Regions from separate parts of the Hordeum vulgare genome. Here region 2 is linked to region 1. A link is a contact called in public Hi-C data. All regions are on one chromosome and are shown on one strand. Each heading gives the region's core, a stretch centred on a gene start, on an enhancer-like site or on the middle of the called end of the contact. The rest is flanking DNA. Distances are from core to core; before and after follow the strand shown.

The links. Hi-C and Micro-C count contacts between places; a contact is called where the count stands out from the background.
Region 2: a contact with region 1 is called in a Hi-C map of seedling, with 2.4 times the contacts expected there. The contact joins the promoter of LOC123452101 here to the enhancer-like site in region 1. A contact is called at or near these places in 2 of 6 Hi-C or Micro-C datasets (leaf and seedling).

The regions. Positions count from the first base shown.
Region 1 is chr5H:391,530,677-391,535,202 of MorexV3_pseudomolecules_assembly, reverse strand. No RefSeq gene overlaps it. Among protein-coding and RNA genes, the nearest start is that of LOC123395908, 91 kb to the left of the region's middle. Within about 2 kb of position 3,227, at least 3 of the 3 cell types and tissues checked have open chromatin away from gene starts, as enhancers often do. A contact at or near this core is called in leaf and seedling, where this site is marked.
Region 2 is chr5H:391,928,677-391,932,790 of MorexV3_pseudomolecules_assembly, reverse strand. LOC123452101 (bifunctional protein FolD 1, mitochondrial-like) reads right to left here and starts at 1,493. Exons shown (of 5, transcript XM_045128686.1): 1 at 1,184-1,493; 2 at 239-558. The coding sequence starts at 1,427.

The sequences.
Region 1 (4,526 bases), core at 1,978-4,477:
GATGATTGCTGCTCTTTTATGGTTTCCACCTCCGCCATGTATCTGTTAATGAAAGTAGGAGTTGAGTTTCGGCTCTGGAATTCACCTTCATGTATAGCCTTCCTTCGAGAAGTCCATGTTGCCCATAATGTAATAGATAGCTTCAAAAAAGCATCATGTGATAATAGTTGGATCATCGAGAATAGCCATGGTTTTGTTGCTTGTTCTAGTGATACCCTCAACTGATATGCTAGCTTGCCATCCACAAGAGCCCAAATGCATCATGACATCATGCAGTCTAGGAGGGAGTGCCTCCATGAATCTAGGGCTCCACACAATCCACATGAGTTGTTGTTTGACATGTTGTGATGCCCCCTCACATCATCAGTTGGAAAAGAATGTCTCACTATTCTTCATATAAACATTCATATTTTTGTTGGAACTTGGACATGCCAAAGCGATTTCCATGAGTTGTACTTGATGTCGCTGCTGATCCTTCGAGCCAAGCCTCTCCTCGATGTTTTGTTGTAACAAGAATTTTGTAGGCCGTATGAACCGAGAACAGACCATTTTTCTCATAGTTCCATGACCAAAAATCTGAGACAACTCTAGTGCGAAGCGGGATGCTCATGACAAAAGGGATATCAATTGGAAGCATGATCTGGTGAATGCGGTTCAAATCCCAGCTGGCCATGGTTACATCAATTAATTATGACATGGTCTGAGGAGGGTTATTCGTTCTACACCCATACAGTATCATCATCTCTTGGCAACCAATTATCATCCCATATATTGGTGGTTGATCCATCACCAATTCTTCGTATTAGCCATTGTTTAAGGATGTCCCTTCCTTCAACAAGTGCCCTCCAAATTTGGTTGGGCCGGCGTCCAAGCACTGCCTCAAGTATTGTTGACGTGGGGAAGTAAACACCCTTGAGTATACGAGAGCTTAGGGAATCTGGGGTGTGCAAGATCCTCCATGAGTGCCTATCAAGCATCGATAAGTTAAACAACCCAAAATCCTTAAAGCCGAGGCCTCCCATGTCCTTTGGTTGCGTCATATCCTTCCATGCAACCCCAAGCTAGTTTTCTCTTTCCAACTCTACTTTCCCACGATAATTTTCGGATCAACATGTTTAGTTGTTCACACAAACCCGTCGGGAGTTTGAAACATGACATGAATAAACTGGGACTGGCTACGCAACTCCTTTGACAAGTACCTCTTTCCCTGCCGTTGCCATGGTTTTCTCAATCCAGCCTTGCACCTTTCTCACAAGCGATCTTTGAGATATTTGAAAGTACCATTTTTGGAATAACCCACGTCGGATGGCATGCCTAAATACTTTTCACTCAAAGTTTCATTAGGGACATTTAGTAACCCCTTTATTTCCATCGTTGCACTATTGAAACTCCTTTATTGAAGAATATTGATGATTTATCATAATTGATTTTCTGGCCCGTAGCTTGACATTTTTTGGTGCACAGTGTTGGTTCTTCTTTGCTTTGTTCCTTTTCATGAAATGAAGGCGCTCATACGATGTGATGATGTTATCGGTGATTAACCGACCTCAAACAAAGGCTGACTGTTGCTCTAAGATTATATTTGGTAGCAATTGCTTCATACGGTTATAGATTACCTTTGATGCTATTTTGTAGAGAATGTTGCAAAGACTTATTAGTCGGAATTGTGACAAGAGAGATGGATTCTTCACCTTTGGGATCAAAACTACCAAAATATTGTGCTAGGTAGATGTGATGTATAGAAACAACAGCAGAAAAACAATTAATGGGACGGGTAAATGCGAGGCTCAACAAAAAACAGGAAAAAGAAAATACATGTGAGTCCAAAAAAAAGGGGAAAAAACTGATCACTGAGTGTGCACCCTCTGTCCCCATCATTTGACGCTCACTAAACATCCCCTAAAAAGGAGAGTAGAGGTCGAGCAGTTGTTCTATCATTTTTCTTCTCGTAGCTGGTTCTTTTGTGTGTGTTTTTCTGTCCATTTTTATTTGCTTTTGTTAAATTTATATTATATATTTTCTCTTTCTCTTCCTTTTTCATGAATTGTTTCTTTTTAAAATTCGTGATCATTTTTTGAAATTCATCCTTTTCCAAATTAGCAAACTTTTCTCAAGTTTATAAAATGTATTCCTATTCCTTTTAAATTCTTGAATATTTTCCTAATTTCCGAACTTTTTTAGACATAATGAACCTTTCTCAAAATTCATGAACTTCTTGAAATTGATGAATTTTTGAAGAAACGTTTTCCAAAATTTGTAGACTTTTTCCAAATTCATGAACTTTTTTCATATTTGCATAACGGAAAATCAAATTTTCGATTTGTTTTCAAATTTGTGATTTTGTCCTTAAACCGTTGAACATTTTTTTGAATGATGTTAATTTCAACATTTTATGAACTTTTTTGGAGAAAAATCGATTGTCTCATAAACTGTGAACATGCAAGAGGTCAATAGTAAAATGTGTCACGGTTAAACAATCTACGATCAGCCTGATCGGTTGCTTGCATTTTGTTGACATATAAATGCATAGCTCACCTTTTCCCATCACCTTGAGCTTTTGGATGAACCGTCGATGAGTGCAGTTTTACATGGTATCAGAATCAAAAGGCCTTTAGTTGAAGAATCGGCTGACACAATTTAAAGATAAAATATTGCAATGAATTTTCGATCCACCTCTAGGCCCGAGGTAACCACACACGAGGGGAGCGTTGATGTATAAATGGATATCCCACCTTTTCCCCATCAGGTTGAGTTTTTGGGTGAACCGGCTAGTGCGTGCAGTTCTACACTTTTTTCACGAGCACAAGATGCTCGCTCATCCGTGTGTGTGTGGTGAATACTTGTTTTTTGGCTGGCCTAAAATGCCCTCTCACGGGTGAGCGCCATTTGCTTAACTGGTGCACCATGCACTAAGGAGGAGGTCTACTCTATCCTTGTTGTCGGGACATAAAAAGGAGAGAGTCCTGCCCGGGCTTTGCTCTATCTTTTGGCCCGACCGACAAACTTGTTTTTCTTTTAGAAGACAAGCCATCTCTGTTGACTTGTTATGAATGCTCATTGTCAGGCCTACTAGTTATTAAAAACACATATGTCATGGAATATTGAAGTTATTTATTTGCAACGCTAGGTGTAGTGTATAAAAAATGAGAGCTCCTCTTTGGCACCTTAAGCGCCACAAAGACAACTAGCGCTCACATGCTCTCCTAGTGGGCCATGGGCCATATAGCTTGCTTGGCAACTCATGTTTTGTTCCCTCTCACTCGATGATGCTCATTCGATCCATCACTATTGTGTGCTTGCTAGTGTTTCTTTCTGTTGCGAGCACACCCTATGAAAAACTATTGTGAAATAGTTCATGAATTTGAAAAATGTGCCCGAATTCAATACAGTTTCATGCATTTATTTTGTGAACTTCACAAATTGCTCATGAATTTTAAAAACTTTTAGGAATTTGAAAGAACACATGGATTTCATTTAATTTTTTTAACAAATTGGAAAAATTCATGGATTTTTAAAAGGCTCGCTAATTTTTTTTAGCAAAAAATAAAAAGGTCACAAATCTGAAAAATGTTCACTAATTATTTAAAAAAATGTTACCTAAAATTGTTAGCAAAAATAAATAACTTCATGACATTTGTAAAAAAAAATCATGGAGTTGGAAAAATTCACAAGTTAAGAAAAAGTTCATGAATTTATAAAAAAAATCAAATATCTAAAAATTCACGCATCCGAGAAAATAAGGAAAACAAAAACAAAAACAAAAAAAAATCCAAATAAAGCTGAACAAAACCAAATTCGAACCCCCAAAAAAAAATCAATAGGAAACTTCCCAAAATCGGGTTACGAAGCTTCTAGAAACTTCACAAAACCCGAACAAACTTCGTCGTTTTTTGGCTTAGACGGGCGGCCCGTTCGGACCAAGGGTGTGCGTCGGTTTGCAGAACATACTAAAACGACGATTAAGGTGTCATATAAGATTTGACTTTCACCCGCAAAAGAAAAAAATATAAGATTTGACTTTGAAAATTGGTATTCTTGTTAGCATGGTGCCGGCATTTCTGTAAATTGTGAGAAATTGTAAGACACGATGGGGCAAATTTACATTTTTGAATTGAGGTTGTGTACACACCAAAGCGTTGTCGCGTCCTGATTTCGCTTTCTCATGGCTCCATTCCAATGTACTCCTATTTCCCAATGGGCCAAACGCCGGGACCCCGGTCTCTTCCGTTGCTTGCTTGCTGCCTTGGATACGTGCCCTTTTGGTCGAAGAATCTCAAAAGGAGCCGGAAGGGATCACAGCCAAGCCATGCTTCTTCTTCCTGTTGGTCCACGAGGCACAGTGACCCGCCGGCCATTTGGCATGTCGCAATCGCATCACATGCACGGTAAGACCACTAGTTGCCAGAGTGCTGCCCGCCCTCGCCCACGCAAGGAGATGCAATCCAAGGGAGAGGGAACTCCCAATCCGTCTCGTTATCCTCGTCGGATTGCACAGTCACATCCCACGCCACTGTTGCCTGCATGAT
Region 2 (4,114 bases), core at 244-2,743, 400 kb before region 1:
CATGATGTCAAGAGAGTTTGGACATAAAGCTAAACATACATTGAAATGAAACCTCGGATAAAATACAACTGCAGTTGCTCATCTATTACTATGACAACTGAAGTACTTTGTATTATTCAGTTAGCAAGATAATTTTGTAATCTGTGTAGATGAAAAAGGCTTTCGTGGTATCAATCTACAAACTAAACCAAACATCATGCTTTTATAAGGCGGCAACCAGAAAAGTAGAATATATTACTTGTGGTAGTGGTAGCTGAACAAGGACGCCATGAACGGACGGGTCTTCATTGAATCTTGACACTGAATCCACCACCTCATCTTCTGTGCAGTTCCTAGGCAACTCCGACAGCAAAGATTTTATTCCGACTTCCTCACAACCCTTTACTTTGAATCTCACGTAGGACTGAGAGTCCTTTCTATCTCCTACCAGTACGACAGCAAGGCCAGGAACATGTCCGACTGCATTTTTCATTTGAAGAACCTCCTGAGCAATCTGTAACCTTATGTCCTCTGCAATGGACTTGCCATCGATAATGGTTGCTGCGGACTTGTAATCAACTACAAGACCAACAAAAGTACGAACTAACAACAATCAATCATTAGCATACAATGCTGAACAACAATTAGATAAGGTGAAGCACATATCCTAAACAAGTGCCAATTCATCCATAAAAGGAGTCAAACCTTGAAATTGTCCGACACCGTTTCACCAACCAGACGTAAAACAACACTACTCTACACAGGACTGATTCATCTTGCTCAAGTAAATTCTAAGAAAGAAAGAAAGAAAGAAAGGGAAAAAAAAAACCATTATTCGGGTACTTAGTACTTACAACAAGTTACTTACACCAACCAAATCGAAGCACCCAATACTAGACAGTATAAGAAGAGCTTCTAAACAATCTCCACCCGCCTTCTGTTTAAACTGATATTTGATGTGACAATGCTTCCACATTCAGAGGATGGAGCTTAAAACCTCCTCTAAATCATGAGCAACACTACTACAGGGTGACCATGGGTTCTGAACAATCGCATCAACTGGAATTAAGCGGACTCAGCGTTCTCAAACTTCATAAGTATATATAATGGTGATAATATTAATGTACTCCCGAATCCAAGAAGCGTACGCCAATAATACGACACCTTAACGCAGAGATTAGCAAGAAACATGAGCCCCGCTCACCTCCGGCGGCTGGCGGGGGTAACGGCCTCGCCGCTGGGCGCGGGGGTGGATCCCAGGTGTCGGTGATGTCTGGTCCAAGAAGGCGGCTGCTACTGCTCCTCCGCCGGCGCGTCCTCGCCTTGTCCTCCCCCGCTGCCGCTGTAGCCTCGTGGAGACCGCGCGCAGCACGAGGGAGCGAGGAGGTAACAAGCGGGATGGAGCGTCGTCTAGTGGCGGCGAGCAAGGCTACGGCGGCGCCGCCCATGTCCGTCAGACCGCTTTGCCCAGAGGCGCTCGCTGCTCTAGGCCGAATCAGGAGATATTGATGGACCTGTGGGCCTTTTGGGCCTCGTGAGCTCGACTAAACAGGTACTTTTTCTTTCCAAATGCTAATAAGTACAGTGCACTAATTGGACCTCTCGAGCGCACCTGTCGGAGCCGTCCTATCGCGGCGGATCCTGTGGCCGTCCCGACACAGGTGGACTCCAAACCTGGTTAAACGGGCCGACCCGGCACGGCCCGGCCCGGCCCGTTACAATCGTGCCAGGCACCGGCACGTCTGGGCCCGATTATTAGCCGGGCCGTGCCGTGCCGGCCCACCGACGCAGCCTCCCGGTCCAGGCACGACACGGAGGCTATACGGGCCGGCCCGTAGGCACGCTAGACCCGCTAGCCTGCTAGTTTTATTTTTATTTTTAGGCTATTATTTGGGCTGATTTTGGCCTGTTAGGCTGTTTTTTGGGCCGATTTTAATATATTGGGCTGTGTTTTGGGCCGATTTTGGCCTATTACGTTATTTTTTATTATATATATATAAATAAGTTAAAAAAGGGGTCATGTCGTGCTGGCCCGCGTGTCCAGCCCTCAGGCCCAGGCACGCCCCGAGGCGTGCGCGTGGCTGGCACGACCCGTTTAAATCGTGTCGGGCCGGGCCCGTGTCGTGTCGTCGTGGCGGGCTGGGGGCCGGCCTGTTTAGCCCGACCCGTTTGGCCAGGTATACCACGCTCCCCGCATCGCCCGCTCGTCCTGTTCGAATCCCCTCCCTTCCTCATTTTTGAACTACTCCGACGCTCCTTCCTTCCCATTCAGCTGCAATGATGACCTGCACGGGGCTGCGGTGGTGATCTGGCTGGAGATTCGTTGGTGCAGGAAGCCGTCTGCGGGCGCGGTGTGACGTTGGCTACACATAGAGGTAAACCCCGGCATCTCTTCGCGCGCATCTGCTCCAGATCTCGGTTAGGACGACGAGGTTAGAGTTTAGGTGGTGTGACGGGCGATTGGGACGGCGAGGTTACTCGTGTTCGAGCACGGAGGCTATGCAGTGCGTCCACAGGCACCACATGCCCCCAAGGTCGCTGAAGGAGAGGGCCAGGGCGGGGAGAGGGGCTCGCAGCAGCAACAACAGATGAGTGTCGAGGTGGAGAGCTTCGAGGAGATCAGGCTCATGGGGGAGGTGTTGGCCGCGATGCGGGAGGCTGGCATCACGAATCCCACCTAGATCGAGTGCGTCGGCCGCTTCGAGGAGCTCGAGCTCGAGGAGGAGGCGCTGGCCACGATGCGGGAGGCTAGCATCATGAAGCCACCGAGATCTAGTGCGTCGGCCGCTAAGGTTTCTAGCGATGGAGGTGTCCGTTTTTTGTTTTTCCGCGGAGTTGCTTGAATCTAAACTGACAGTTGTTTAGAAATTTGAATGCAGTTTCTTAGTTTTCTAGCAATGGAGTTGCTTGACGCATGCTCTGGAAAAGGCAAAGAAATCTCATTCGACGACATTCGGGGCATCAATGAGTTGCTGGAAAAGTGCATCAGCCCAGGGTCGACGCCACCACTCGTGAGAAGTAAATCTGCCGGGACCATACCAGTAATACGGGCGTCCTCTGTCATTAATCTATCATCGAACAAAGGAGCATCTGATTCAGGTGAGGCACCACTATCGCTGTAAAGATCAAAGTCTAGAAGTGTTGTTTGTGATGATTACTGCCCAACTCCAACGTTTGACCTCGACATGGATGAAATAGAGGAAAATAAAAGCAAGGAGGAGAACACATCAGAGGATGAGGGGGTGGCAAACGCACCGGTCACCGTAGACGTCGAGTGGGGAATTGACTGGGGCAACCTTGATTTCAATGAAGTCATCGAGGGGCAGTGAAAAGTGCAGCAACAACAGAGAGCGCATGGCACTTGTCACCTTAACAATTCAGTACACCAACTGTTGATGCAAAATAAACAATGAGGGGAATCGAGCAAAGGTGCTGCGAGCAGCTCGGGTGAGCCTGTTCCTCTCAAGCGCGAGAGGAGAATACTCAAAGCTCTGCCACCACAAAGGTCACCATATGTGAATGTAGAAGCGAAAAAGGACTTCACTTGCTCAGCAGAAATAAATAGATTGTATGCAATGATTCTATTGCTTGGAGGAGGAGGAGGGACGACAAGGACGTTGAAGGGGGGGGGATAAAATGTGCATTTTTTTTCCAGTAAGAACCCCTTTTTTGCTTCTCATCAAATGTTCTTCTTCTTTTTACAGTTGCTCAATAAGAACCTTTCTTGTTCTACATGCCACTGATCATAAACTATCACGGCTATTACTACATAATGAACGAGCTTGCTCAATCAATGAAGAAGACCGGGTGGCTGAAAACTCGTGTATTTGAGTTAGGGATTGAGGCAATCATGTTCAACGGGTGGGTGGGGTGCAGGAAAGTAATTATGCCTCTTAGGTTTTTGGTATGAAAATAAATCCCACATTTCTTGTTCAATTACTTCTTCTTTTATAGATTCATTTCTTTCGATTGGCACTGATATATTTCTTGTACCGCCTGTTTCTCTTCACAAACTTGGCTTCAAAAAATTGATGTGAATGTAAAGGAGCTGAATGACAGGTTCAAACCATCAAATCGGTTGGATGAGCAAGACAATGTATCTTCCATGTGTTGTCTGTTGTTGTTTTTTATCATC